Regions from separate parts of the Mus musculus genome. Here region 1 is linked to region 2. The links are chromatin contacts, called in public Hi-C maps. All regions are on one chromosome and are shown on one strand. The core of a region is the stretch at or near the end of the contact, and the rest is flanking DNA. Distances in the headings are between cores, read along the strand shown. Region 1 overlaps Rbfox3 (RNA binding protein, fox-1 homolog (C. elegans) 3). Region 2 overlaps Rbfox3 (RNA binding protein, fox-1 homolog (C. elegans) 3).

Region 1 (6,369 bases), core at 3,198-5,697, 130 kb before region 2:
TCCTGTTCCCACAGGCCTCAGTAGCATGGCAGATTCTTGAAGGATGCCATCTCAGGTATCAGAAGGGATATGTGTCTGTGAGGGAAAGGTGGTGATGGGGGTCGTGCACAGGCAAGCTGCTCACTGAATGTCTGTGCTGTGGAAGGCTGAATGCCTAGTTGGGTCTAGCAAGCCACTTGCGGCCTTGAGCTCCCAGAGGCTTTTTAAAGATGGCCCCGAGATTTGGGCCATGTCCCTGATGTCCTTCTCTCTCAGATAGAGCTGGTCTACAAAGAGACATTTTCTCTCAGGGATGTGCCAATATTCCTGGTGTTTTACGTCTCTTCTAGTTAGAAAGGATCAGTGGACTCTGAGGGCCAGGCACAGAGCATCTGGTGAGACAGGTGGACAGCCTGAACCTGCTCCACCTGCAGTGTGCCTCCTCACAAGTGACCTTCACCGTGACCTCAAGCCTTCCTTCCTGGAGGAACAGTCTCCTGTCCCACACTAGCTGGGAGGTTCCACGAGGTAGACAACCCTGGACCATAGCTGTCTGTCAGATACTACTGTGTACTTTTCCAGCTGAGGGGCTGGGAGGGCAGCCACCAACTTGGCAATGACTGATTTTGGAAGCTTACTTCTGTGTGTGTGGAAAGCGGGTTTGGCACAGGTATTCATTTGCCTCCTGAACAAACAGAGGTCCTCCCAAGCCTCCCGGCTCCCACAGTCCCCGGGAGGGACGGCTCAGCCCTTTCACCCTGGTGTTGCTTCTAAACTGTTCTCCTCTTTACCTTCTAAGTGATGAGCCTGGGTGTGTCTGTCCTGGGTCTCTCTTCTGTAGGCCCTTGCTCTGAGGAACAGGAATAGGTATGGCTTTGTGGGGAGGGGCCAAGGTAAGACAAATTAAAGTGACCAGAAGTCACTTCCAAGCCCATACTTCTCCCTTGGCTCCTCATAGCCCCAACCCTTCATTCTTCCAGGAACCATGTGCCCTGTCCCCTTGTTCCTGTGGTCCCCTCCTCCTGCCTCCCCATGCTCCCCTCTTTCTTCCCCGCTTTTCTCCCACCCCTCTCTTCCCCTGTTCTCCTTGCATCTCTCCCCTTCCTTCTCTCCCACTATGACCTGGATGGACAGAGATTTGGGTGGACTGGCTAGGGAATGGAAGGAGGAAGAAGAGGCAGGGAGAAGAGAGAAAATGGGAGATTCTGTGTAAGGACATTAGGTGCTCAGCTCCTGTCCCTGGTTTCCCGAGAAGCACATGAAGAGCTGGCACTTCCAGGCACTGGGGCTGGGGAACACTGGGAGGAGAGAGGGCGGTGGTCACTTGAAGTGTTCCCCGAGAGATGTGTTGGAGCCCTAACCCTAGTTGCTTTGAATGTGAGTTTATTTGGAAGCATGTGACGAAAGTCAAAGAGGCTGTCAGTGGGATGCGTCCTTCTCAAAAGGGGGCAGAGGGACACGGAGATACATAGAGGAAAGGAGAGATGGCCTTTAGCCAGAGACTGCTCAAGGGCTGTGGCCAGCAGGGAGAAGCAGCCTCTCTGAACTTGTGAAGGAGCCGCCCTGTGGAATGAGCCTTGGGACCTGGCTTCTGGCCTCTGGCACCCACGGTCTGCGATGCTGAGCTGGTGGCTACCGGTCAGAGCTCAGGACAAGGTGGGTGGAGATGAGGCTCAGCATGAGGTTCCAAAGCCTAAGCTCATTTCTTGGGGTGCCAGCCACAGTGGTCGGAGAAGTGTCAAGGGTGAATAAAACAACAGTCACCTGTCTAATGACAGGGAAGGAAGCAAGAAGCTGACAGCCTGAGCAAATAGTCCATTCTCAGTCATGGTGTGGGGTGGGGTGGGGTGGGGTCACTCCAAGTCATCCAGGTGTCTCAGATAGCCCTAGATATACTATATATATCTTCTTTATTGTTTTTTATGTATATGCGGTCTGATTTATTTAATTTTTTTGAGTTTTTGATACAGGATTTCATTTAGCCAGGGCTTGCATCAATCTTTCCATGTAACCAAGGTTTGTCTTAAATTCTAATCTCCTTGTCCCCACCTCCTAAATACTGGGTTTAGGGGTGAGGTTATAGGCAAAATTACAGGTGGGTTTATGGGTGGGGTTATTGATGGGGTTACAGGTGGGATTACAGGTTGGGATACAGGTGGGATTACAGGTGGGGATACAGGTGGGATTACAGGTTGGGATACAGGTGGGATTACAGGTGGGGATACAGGTGGGATTACAGGTGGGGTTACAGGTGGGATTACAGGTGGGGTTACAGGTGAGGTTACAGGTGGGATTACAGGTGAGGTTACAAATGGGGTAACAGGTGGGGTTGTGGGTGGGATTACAGGTGAGGTTACAAAAGGGATTATAAATGGGAATACAGTTAGGGTTACAAATGTGGTTACAGGTGGAGTTAAAGATGGGGTTACAGATGTGCACTACCAGGCATGGCTTTCAACTTGACTCTTCAGTGAGGCACAGTCAGAAGAACAATGTCATACAAGAGCAAAACTTTGACAATAACCATAATCTAACTGCTGGTATCTTTACTCTTGAACTTTGGTGTTTGTGTGTGTGTATCTATGTACCTGTATGCCTGTGTGCCTGTGCCAGTGTGCCTGTACCTGTGTGCCTGTACCTGTATACCTGTGTCCCTGTGCCTGTACCTATGTGTCTATGTGCCTGTATATGTGTGTCTGTGTGCCTGTGTGCTTGTATACCTGTACCTGTGTGCCTGTGTGACTATACTTGTGTGTCTGTGTGCCTGTACCTGTGTGCCTGTGTGCTTGTATGCCTGTACCTGTGTGCCTGTTTGCCTGTGTACCTGTGTGCCTGTGTGCCTGTGTGCCTGGGTACCTGTGTGCCTGTGTGCCTGTGTGCCTATGTACCTGTGTGCCTATGTGTGTTTGTGTGAGTCTACTGGTATGTCTGTGTGCTTGTATACCTGTACCTGTGTGCCTGTGTGACTATACTTGTGTGTCTGTGTGCCTGTACCTGTGTGCCTATGTGCTTGTATGCCTGTACCTGTGTGCCTATGTGCCTGTGCCTGTGTGCCTGTGTACCTGTGTGTCTGTACTTGTGTGCCTGTCTGTGCCTGTGTGCCTGAGTCTGTGTGCCTGTGTGCCTGTGTCTATGTACCTGTACCTGTGTGCATGTGCCCCTGTGTGCCTGTGTGCCTGTGTGCCTTTGTGCCTGAGTCTGTGTGCCTGTGTGCCTGTGTCTGTGTACCTGTACCTGTGTGCATGTGCCCCTGTGTGCCTGTGTGCCTGTGTCCCTGTGTGCATGCAGGTGCAGCCTTAGGCAGCCTCAGGAACCCTCCATCTTGATTGTTGAGATGGGTTTCTTGCCTGGAACTCAGGCAGCTGAACTGGCTGGCCTGCTTGTCTGAGGGATCCGTCTGGCTCTGCCTTCCCAGAGCAGGGATTACAAATGTGTGCCATCCATCGCACTGCGTTTTAATGAAATAAAGGGCTTCTGAACACAAACATGGCGGCGATGTGACGCGTGGGCAGCACATACAGCACAGGCAGCCTGTGGGTAGGAAGGGGGTCCAGGACTGGGTGGGACGTCCTCTTCACAGAACTCTGGTTAGTTACTCTGGAATTTTCCACTTAGTGTTGTTGATCCATCGCTGGCCTGGATGACTCAAACCACAGCGGAGCCGTGCATAAGGGAAGATCAGTTTATTATTATTCTTTTCTGGCTGAAGCAAGGATAAGTTTGGGTTCCTCACATGGCTAGGAAGGATTTGATGCCAAGACTGCCCTCAGGGGTCCTGCAACCTAGTGACAGGGTATTGCCCATGGTAAGGGACAAAATCATTTGTTTATGAACATTATGAACAGTGAGCTAAGAGCTAGGTTTGAGTGACCCATAGCCCAAGACCACCTCCCACCTAGGAACTTCTACAAATGACTCAAGGTCCAACTCAAATAAATGTTCCCACACCTATGAGTGAATTTGTCAAATTCCTCCCAGGGATACTTTCTGTGTTCTTACACAGTCTCCCCTGGCCTCCATGTGGGCCCGGGCAGGGTCCTGTGACTCCCTCAGCTGTCACCGAGCATAGAGGAAGCTTTGGGTGAGCCTCTGCTTCAGGTAGGGGTCTTGTTTGACTGGGTGACTTCTGTCATGCTGGGCCAGGGGCATTGCTGAATAGTCTCTGTCGTCTGGATGATGTAATCCTACTGTCTCCAGAGCTGGGCTGGCTTGGTCATACATTAGAAGGTCTGGACTTCTCTCGAGGAAACAGGAGTGCCACCCCCACCCCCTGTAACCCTGTTCCTCTCGAAGAGAGACCCAGCTGCAAGGACACAGCCAGGGTCAGCTTGACACGGGCAAGGGTGAATTTTCCCTTTTCTGTGGCTCCCTGGAGTTTCCCCTGGAACACAGATGCTGCACTGGCCCAGTGTGCCTCATCAGAAGGACACGCTGGCCCTTGTGTACCTCACTGGAACACAAGGCCCCAAATAGCTTCCCGGGGCCAGACTCTAGTGCCAGCCGCTCACCAGCTGGGCTCCTGTCTCTTCGCTGTGCATCTTGGTTTTGTCCTGGAGAGCGGATAGTCTAAGGGCTGGAGCTTCTGAGTCTTTGCCTTCAACCTTCTGACCTTCAGGCACCAGTAAGTCCCACCTTGGGAGTTTCGGGGTGGCCCACCCCTGTGCTTGTCTGGAACAATCTTGGTCTGCTTCTGCATCTGCTGCAGCGAAGGCCTTCCCCCCACTCCAGCATGGAATTTTCCCAGTTATTTTTAAATAAGTCCCGTTTATTTGTGCTTAGAATTCAGATAAGAACCACCAGCCTCGCACAGATGCGAAGCCCAAGCCGTGAAAGGCACAGCCACGGCAGCCACACCGCCACGTCGTGTCTCTCCCACACTCAGGCGCCCCGGCTGCTGGTGCAGGAAAACGTCCCCGTTTTTCACATCTGAAAAAGCTACATGAGGACACCGGTCTCCGACAGACAAGATGAGGCTCTCTGGAGAAAGCCAGGGATGGATGCTTCTGAGAGCTCAGCAGGAGTGCTCTGAACTGCATCTGCTCATTCGAATTGAAAATATGTTAAAAGAAGAAAAAAATTAAACCAAAGACCTCACCGAGTGACTCAATTATAAGCCCTAGAGGATGAAGTCCGCCACACATCCCCCATGGGATTTTGCTAAGACCATGAGCAGGATGAAGTTTCATGTCTCCATGCGTTGTAGGAGAGGGTGTATCAGTTAGCTACCGCTGTATAACAAGCAAGTCCCAAACCACTGTAGCTTGTGATGACCGCTTATTTTTCCTTCAGGCCTGCCAGATACTGTTGATGACTTAGGTAGGCAGTGTTCCATGGACTTCCTCACACATCTGTGGGAAGCTGGTGGGTGGGCAGAGGCTGGCTGAACTGGGCAGTGGGTATTGGCTTCATGTGGCTTCTTCTCCAGCAGGCTAACTCAGGTTTGTTCATATCTTAGGGACTGGGTCCCTCACCACAAAGCAGAAGGAAGCCGTGTGTGTTAAAGCTGTGGCTTTGGAAAGTGGTTCTGATACCAGGAGTGAGAAAAATAGAACCTGTCTCTTTGTGGGAGGATCTGTGAAGTCACATGGAGCGCTTCATGATGTGTGACTTAATGGATAGACAGGGGGAGGGGAGAGTCCGTGCTGGGTGTCAGTACTGAGGTGCAGCCTCGGGTGGCTTTGAGGCTGGTGTGTGGGCTCCTGGGCTTGGGTAGGGACCAGAGCCACAAGCTATGCAGTTCAAAGAGGACTGAGCTGAGCTCACTTGTGTCCAGTTGCATGATCAGCTTCACCGGGGGCCTGGCCAGGAGCAGCCTACTCCCGTCTCCCTTCTTGACTAGGGATTGTTGTTCCTGGTTGCCCAGGAACCCCCCTGCCCTGCCCTGCCCTTGTCAGAATCTAAGGCCACACAGAGAATCATCCTAACCTAGCTAGAAAAGAAGCTATAGATCAGGAAAGCAGTACAGAGGTCAGGATGGTTGGCAAGAAGCAAATGGTGGGAGATGGCGGAGGGATATAAAGAAGGCACGGGGCTGAAGGCTGGGTCTGGAATAGAGCCTGACTTTAGTCTACCCAAGTTCAAGAGAAAACGATCATGGAGCCTGAAGTCTATGTACCTGCTCCCATGTGCTTGGCTTAAGGGCTCAGGAGTTCAAGGGAATGCAGAATTCTGGAATGATCCACATACCAAACACACTTTACCACAGAGGTGCCCTGTGTGCCTCTGCCTTTCTGGAGAAAGCTGTATATAATAGAAAGGTTTTATTTTTACTTTATCACTACCGCACCCCAGGAACCCTTGGTGCCTTAGTGGGGAGGTCTGAGGCAGTGGGGGCTCCTAGGATGGCTAGGATGGCTTTATGTCCTGGCTCTCATCTGTGCACCTCTGTCC
Region 2 (6,766 bases), core at 3,646-6,145:
TACACATGTGTGTGTGTGAGCTGTTGGTGTGTTAATGTGAGCGGGTATCCTCTTTGGAGTTCTGAAGGTAGTCTTTTGGGGGCTTTGTAGTTAAACACAGGAGACAGGTTTAGGAAGGCACGTCAGGAGCACAGGAGCACGGTGCCTGCTAGTGGCAGATGAACGGCCTGTGCTGGGCTGGTTGAGCCCTGGAGGTGGTCCCTGCCTCTTAGTGCTTACCTTGGCTGAGGGAGGCAGGCGCTCCTTGGTTACCGACCTCCTCATTCCTCTCTGTCCATCTGTACACAGGAAGAGGAGCCTCTCCTGCCTTCTGGAAGCTGACAGGAGGCTTGGGTGGGCTCTGACTTCCCCTGCATCTTTCCTGGGGAGGTTGATTTTTCATCCATCCATCCATCCATCCATCCATCCATCCATCCATCACAAGGGTATACAGTAGAGGATTCTGTCTTGACATTTCCCCAGGAAAGTGGGGAACAAGACCCAGCTCTGCAGAAGGCTGCTCTGCAGGGGAGACAGGCAGGCCAGCAAACCATGCAGTGGCTTGTGACAAGAATGAGGAGTGTATAAAAAGTGAGAGGTGGGCTTCTAACCCTGCCCATGTGAGTCCCCCTAGATGAAGTCACAGGGCTGTCAGCACTGGCCAGAAGGACAGGGCAGGCGCTGAGGACTAGGAGCTGTGAGGAGCCACTTTGGCTCAGTGTGACAGAGGGATAAGGCAAGAGAGCTGTCAGGCTGGGGTCAGTGAGAGCCCATGGGCTGCTAGAAACCCAGGTGGCATTCTAGTCGGGAGGAAGAGAAGAAGATTGGCTTAGATGGGGTGTGTTCCTGGCTTTCTTGCTGAACAGGTGTAAATTAAACTGAAGATGTCTTCAGTCACCAAACAGGCCAAAATACCTATCCTCATGGAGAGAACAGGCTGGTGCCCTCCTTGGAGTGGTCATGAGCTTTCAGTGTCTTTGAAGACTCCACTGGCTTCTTGCTTTTCGTTGCCTTGGGCGTGGTAGAGTGGCTTGCCTCAGGGGAAAGGAAGGGCCAGGGCAAGACACACCTTCAAAAATAGACACCTCAGTGACCACTTCTCTCAGCCAGGCCCTGTCCATGAAGGACCCATTCTACAATGGACTTATGTATCTGCTAGTCCACAGATGGAGTCGGTCTCCTCATGATCCAGTTGCCTCAGAATGGCTTCACCATCTGGAGACCAAGCCTTGAGTGTAAGAGCCTTTGTGTGGGATACTCCTGAGCCTTATGTAACACTAGGTCTGCATTGCTGGGTTCGAGGGTGGTGGGTGTTACGGGGGCGAGTCAGGCTGGGTAAAGCGAAGGGCTGAATTTCAGTGGGTGGGCTCAGCTCACTGAATAGATGCTAGGTGAAAGCGCTGTAGAGGAGAGAGTGGACCCTGATCCTGAGTGTCAAACGGCATTGGCGTGGTAACTTCCATTTTAAAGAAACTCTTGAGGCTGCTGTGTTTAAGGGGAGCACAGGAGGCAGACACACACACACGGGGGACGCTGTGGTGGAGATGGAGGTGTGGAGATGGAGTGCCGTGTGGGGACTCTGGACACATCCTCTGGTAGGATTGACAGGCTGTCCTGGTGATGGGGTGTGGGTGGAAACACTCAGATCGAGAACCACATCAAGCACTTATGCCCGAGAAGACAGGGAGATAGCGAGACACCACTTCTGAGGGAAAGACTGAAGCTGGTGAAGTTTGAATGAGTGAGATTCGGGTGCCTTGGAGCCTTGTGAGAAATGTGTGGCTGACCACTTGGCAGCAGGATCTTTGATTCTGGAGGTGTGTGCGTGGGGTCCATGTTGGAAGTAGAAGGAAGGGAATTAGCAGCACGTATGTCAAGTCCTGGTGGCAGATGGCTGTCTTCCCTGCGTCCCCACATAACCTTCCTTCTGTGGATAATTGGAGAGAGGGGCACTCACTCAGAAGAGGGCCCTGCCTCGGGACCTCATTTGACCTATGTAGTGGCTCTTCCCCAAATGGTCACACTAGAGAGAGGATGAGGGCTTCACTACACCCCATGTTCCCAGCTCGGGCACCCAGGTAGGAGAGGGGTGCACACAGACCTTGACAATAGATGGTTCTGAAATAGATGATGAATCCTGGCTGGCTCAGACCTGCGTCTACTCTACTCTGAAGTCCCTTCTCCAGCCACAGAAGGAGGCATGGGGGCAGATGGAGAGGCTGCAGCCCAGGCCAGGAAACCTGGGGCAGGAGTCCATCTAGGCTTGCTGCACAGAGCCATGTAAAGCTGGCATGGTCAGGAGGCATCCTGAGCTTCATGGAGGCAGCGACATGAATACGGGGTTGCCTCTGCAGGCTCAGCCAGGAGAGGTGCCTGGGTGGTCAGGATAGCAAGCATGTACTACAGGATCGGGATGGAGGGGCCCAGCTTGTATGGGGACTGGATGTCTTAATTTTTGGTTGTCACTGAGGTGGGTCTATTGATGTCATAAGCAAATGGTGACTGCTGTGTAGCTGGGAAACGGCCCAGGCAGATGAATGTGCACACACACACACATGCACACATGTACACATACATACATGCACACATGAGCACATGCACACATACACACATGCACACATACACACATGCACACATGAGCACATGCACACATACACACATGCACACATACACACATGCACACACACACACATGCACACACGCACACATGCACACATGCACACATACACACATGCACACATACACACATGCACACATACACACATGCATACATAATAAACACACACATGCATGCACAGCTGCTAGGGCCCTCAGCTTTAGAGGCCTTCTTTATTATTTCTACCTCTCCAGAACTCTGCTGTCCTCACAAGAGTGCACCTCATGCCTCTCCTCTCCTCCCCTGCCTATCTTCCTCTCCCCATAGCCCCCAGGCTCCAATTCCTATCTTTTCCAGAACAGTCTGAAGACTAAAGCATATGGTGATCCCTTCTGGCATCCACACCTCCTTTGCAGCATCACTGTGCTAGGGGAGCTAGCAGGGCCCCTTCCCATCTCGTGAAGCCCTTGGGGGACAGTAGGCTCCACCTGGAAGGGTGTGTCTTCCTATGGCTGCACAATAAGCCCCCCACCCCACTATACTCCCCCAACCACCATAGAGAATGGGAGCCAAGAAATGAGCAGGGGTTGCTGGAGAGCCTCTCCCACAACACAGACTCAAGGAAAAGAGATTGCTCACGAGTCTCCTGTGCATCTTTCTGTCTGTGTCCTTAAGTTTCCTGTTACCCTGTCCCTGCCTGGGGGCTGGAAAAAGTGTACCTGAGGTTCCATCCAAAGTTTCTGAGACTACAGTAGAGGAGCTGCTGCAGATAGGGGCTGGGGGCTGAGGACAAGGCCACAGGACATATCAGTGGGGCACTTGCAGCTGTGAATTCCTGATTCCCTCACAGGGCCTCCCCCTTCTCTGCCTCCTGCCTCTCTGAAGGAAGCACTGGCTGCTAGTACCTACACAGCCTTGCAGGGGTCCCCAGTGTCACACTGGGCCTTTAGGACACAAGATGTAGTTTGGAAACCCACAATGGGGTGATAGACTCACATTCTTACATCTCCCAACCCCGGTACCCACCCTGTCCCATTACCCAACACCTAGTAGTTTGAGACTATTGCTTCTTGTGCAAGCAATGCCTGTGTGCCCTCTCCCATGTGGCACATTTACAATGTTTTCTTCAGAGTGGAGAGGCTGGGGTGGCGCAGAGGGGGTGGGGAAGATGCCATAGGAACCCAGAAGCAGACCCTAGGCTTTGCATGACACTGTCTTCCTTCAGTGTCAAAGGGAGCCATCCAAGAGAGCTCACCTCCCTCGTGACAGCAGCCTGAAGGTCAGAGGCCTCCAGGACCATCATCAGGGCCCGACTGGTTGGAAAGACACAGAGTCCAGCAAGTCATCTTGTCCATGGTTAGGCCATCACTACCAAACAGCACAGATTTGATCTCGCCAAAAGGAAGGACACGAGAGATAACAGCAAAGTGTGGAGAGGAGGCTCCTAGGTCCCCATCACGTAGAGTTGAGACTCTCATTTTCGTGACATGGATGGTGACAACAGTCCTGGATACTACCAGCTAGAGATGCCCCCAGCCTCAGGATCCATGGTCTACTTGGGTCCTGCACAAAGGCACACAGGGAAGCTCACGTGCCTAACCTCAGTCTCCAGCCATGTTTAAACCCTCCCTCATGTTACCTTGTTTATATGGTTCAAAGCTCCTACCCCATCATGCTGTCTCTCCATAGCTGGTCCAAGACCCCAGGCCCATGAAGACAGGCAGGCCATCTACCCACCACAAAGCAAGAGCAAAAGTCTGGTCTCCCCCGCTCCGGACAGGATAAATGCCTCCTAAGTCAACATGACCTTGGCCTGCAAAGCAAAACGTAGGGGACAAAGAGGAGCCTGGTGCTTTTCTGTTCCCTGGACTAGCCCACCTTGCCTGGGGCTCACCACACAGAGACACCCCTGGAATGCTAGATAGAGACCAGATGTGGTGCTGCCGGGTGAAAGCCTATAAGGACCCTTGATGCCAGGTTAGGGCATCACCTGCCAGCGCCTGCCCCGAGACACCCACCCTCATGTCTCTTTCCGGGTCTCCCTGTGGGGAAGAGTTCTCATGGGGAGTCCCTGGCTGACTAGATGCCTCCCATATGTTCCGAGAGACTTGTAGACACCACACCTCCTTAACAACAGTCTTTAAAATGGACCCAGATAGCATTCTGCTTCCATACGAAGAGGACCTTTCGGGAAGTGACTCACCAGCTAATTTCTGGGTTTTAAATATCAGATTTGCCTGAAAGGAGGCACACCTGCTAAGCATCCTGGATTCCCCCTGATCCTCTGAGAGGGAGGGACACAGGATGCCTGGCAGCCAGGGTTCCCACAGAGCAGCAATACTAAAAGCTCTGCAGTGGAATGTGTCTTTTTTTCCTCACATAGACATGGCGATGCAGAGCTCTGGAAGTTAAGGAGCCATTACAAGATCACCCTGCTTCTGAATTTGTGAACCTCAGCCCCCGCCCCCCCTCCTGGGCTGCCTCTGGAGTCCATAGATGCATGTGTACATGCATGCACACACAACATTCATACCTATATACATGCTGCATACATGCAGGAAGTGGTCTGTTGTTATCTGCCCTGCAGTAACTGCTTCCTGAAGTTCCTATTCGATGTACACCCCCACAAAACATGCACATGTATATAGGTCTTGTCAGCTCTCAGTCTGTTCTCTGCTTTCCAGAAACCTCTCTGATAGTGGCCAATTGTGGGAGGAGGTTTGTGGTGGTGGTGATGGTAGGTGATCAATGCTCTATTGCACGTTTCGGGGTGTATACACAGCTGCTATCGCCGTGGATGGTTCCAGGTATAGGCAGAACGACATCCCAATGCAGGGACGAGCTTAAAGGGGCGGGGGAGGGATGAGATAAGCGATTCTGAGGAAGAGCCACAGACAGCAGCATATGCCAGGCACGCACATGCACGCACACATGCACACGCGTGGAGGGCAGCGTGAGAGGAGACAAAATTGTGGGTAATTGCTTAGCTGCCACAGGGATGTTCCCTGCTAATTTACGGTGTTAGGAGGACTTGGGCTGCGATTTCTCCTCCGGTGCTTGGACATACGGTCCCAAGACACTAGCAGCCATAATTATCCACATTTAACAGAGAGCTTGTAATATCTATTTGTCTAGAAGGATGTGAGTATAATTGCTGTAAATTAAATAAAGACACATCTGTGGTTGGGTCATGACCCGATGCAAGTTAGCAAGGGAAGGAGGGTGCAGGTTTCCTTGAACCTGCCCCACCAAAGCCCTGCTGAGGTCCCAGATTGGCTGCTGCCTATGTCCCGGTGAGTCAGCTGTACAGCCCTGCCTGCCCTGCACAGCACTACCCTCTTGTGTATCCAGGGCAGGCATGCCTCCTTAAGCAGCAGGTCTGAGCTGAGTGGTGTTTGCCTGGCAGACTTGGGAGACGCTGTGTGCCATTGGCCCTGCCCCTGTCCACCTCTTCCTGCCGTGGCCAGCTGATCTCTGGGCTCCTCTGTAGCTTCCTCCTCCTGGCAACCTGAGCTGGCTGCTGCTGCAGACCAGCCACAGCCTACACACCATAGAGTGAGCCCCATTCTCTGTGCTGACTTCCTTCTTGTTCTCAGCCAAGACCCTTGGTTGACACACACATGGCCTGTCGCCTGATTGTGTTAATGTGACAGGGATGAGTATTCTGTGAGACAATCACCCAGGTGTCCTGTGCCTTTCTTTGTGAAGTTGCTGACAGAGACTCAGATGGAGGAGATGTGGGGGATGGGAGCCTTCCTGTAGTGCAGAAAGAACTTGGCCAGTGTTTGGTATGGAGATGTGTGTGTGTGTGTGTGTGTGTGTGTGTGTGTGCCTTTGTTGCATGACTCCATGTGTGTCACTGCCTCTGTGCATGTCTGTGTGTGTCTGTGTATGTGTATGTGTGTACCTTTGTTGCATGACTCCATGTGTGTCCCTGCCTCTGTGCATGTCTGTGTGTGTCTGTGTATGTGCATAATGGAGGAGGTAGGACCTGGTAGCTGATATCCTCTGAATGAGGCCAGCCATGACCCAGTCACTTTTAAAACGTATTTTTAGGGCTGGGAAGATGGCTCAGTATGTAAAGTGCTTGCACACAAGTGTGAGGAGCTAAGTTTGATCATGAGCACCCAAGTGAAAGCCAAGTGTGATGGGTGCCTGCTTATAATCCTAGCACCTGAAGGCAGAGACAGA

What was found. Hi-C and Micro-C count contacts between places; a contact is called where the count stands out from the background.
Region 1: a contact with region 2 is called in a Hi-C map of cerebral cortex, with 2.3 times the contacts expected there. The contact joins two enhancer-like sites. A contact is called at or near these places in 16 of 484 Hi-C or Micro-C datasets (the N1E-115 cell line, brain, cerebellar granule neurons and 6 more), 5 of 115 datasets of contacts at active chromatin or transcription factors (embryonic basal ganglia, embryonic forebrain, embryonic hindbrain and 2 more) and 2 of 9 other capture datasets (adipose tissue and pancreatic islet).

What each region holds. Positions count from the first base shown.
Region 1 is chr11:118,883,794-118,890,162 of GRCm38.p6, reverse strand. The region is part of intron 1 of Rbfox3 (RNA binding protein, fox-1 homolog (C. elegans) 3); the gene reads left to right. Among named protein-coding and RNA genes, the nearest start is that of Rbfox3, 23 kb to the left of the region's middle. Within about 2 kb of position 4,447, at least 9 of the 459 cell types and tissues checked have an H3K27ac peak or open chromatin away from gene starts, as enhancers often do. A contact at or near this core is called in cerebral cortex, where this site is marked.
Region 2 is chr11:118,753,925-118,760,690 of GRCm38.p6, reverse strand. All of the region lies in intron 2 of Rbfox3 (RNA binding protein, fox-1 homolog (C. elegans) 3), which reads left to right. Among named protein-coding and RNA genes, the nearest start is that of Gm11750, 28 kb to the left of the region's middle. Within about 2 kb of position 4,895, at least 18 of the 459 cell types and tissues checked have an H3K27ac peak or open chromatin away from gene starts, as enhancers often do. A contact at or near this core is called in cerebral cortex, where this site is marked.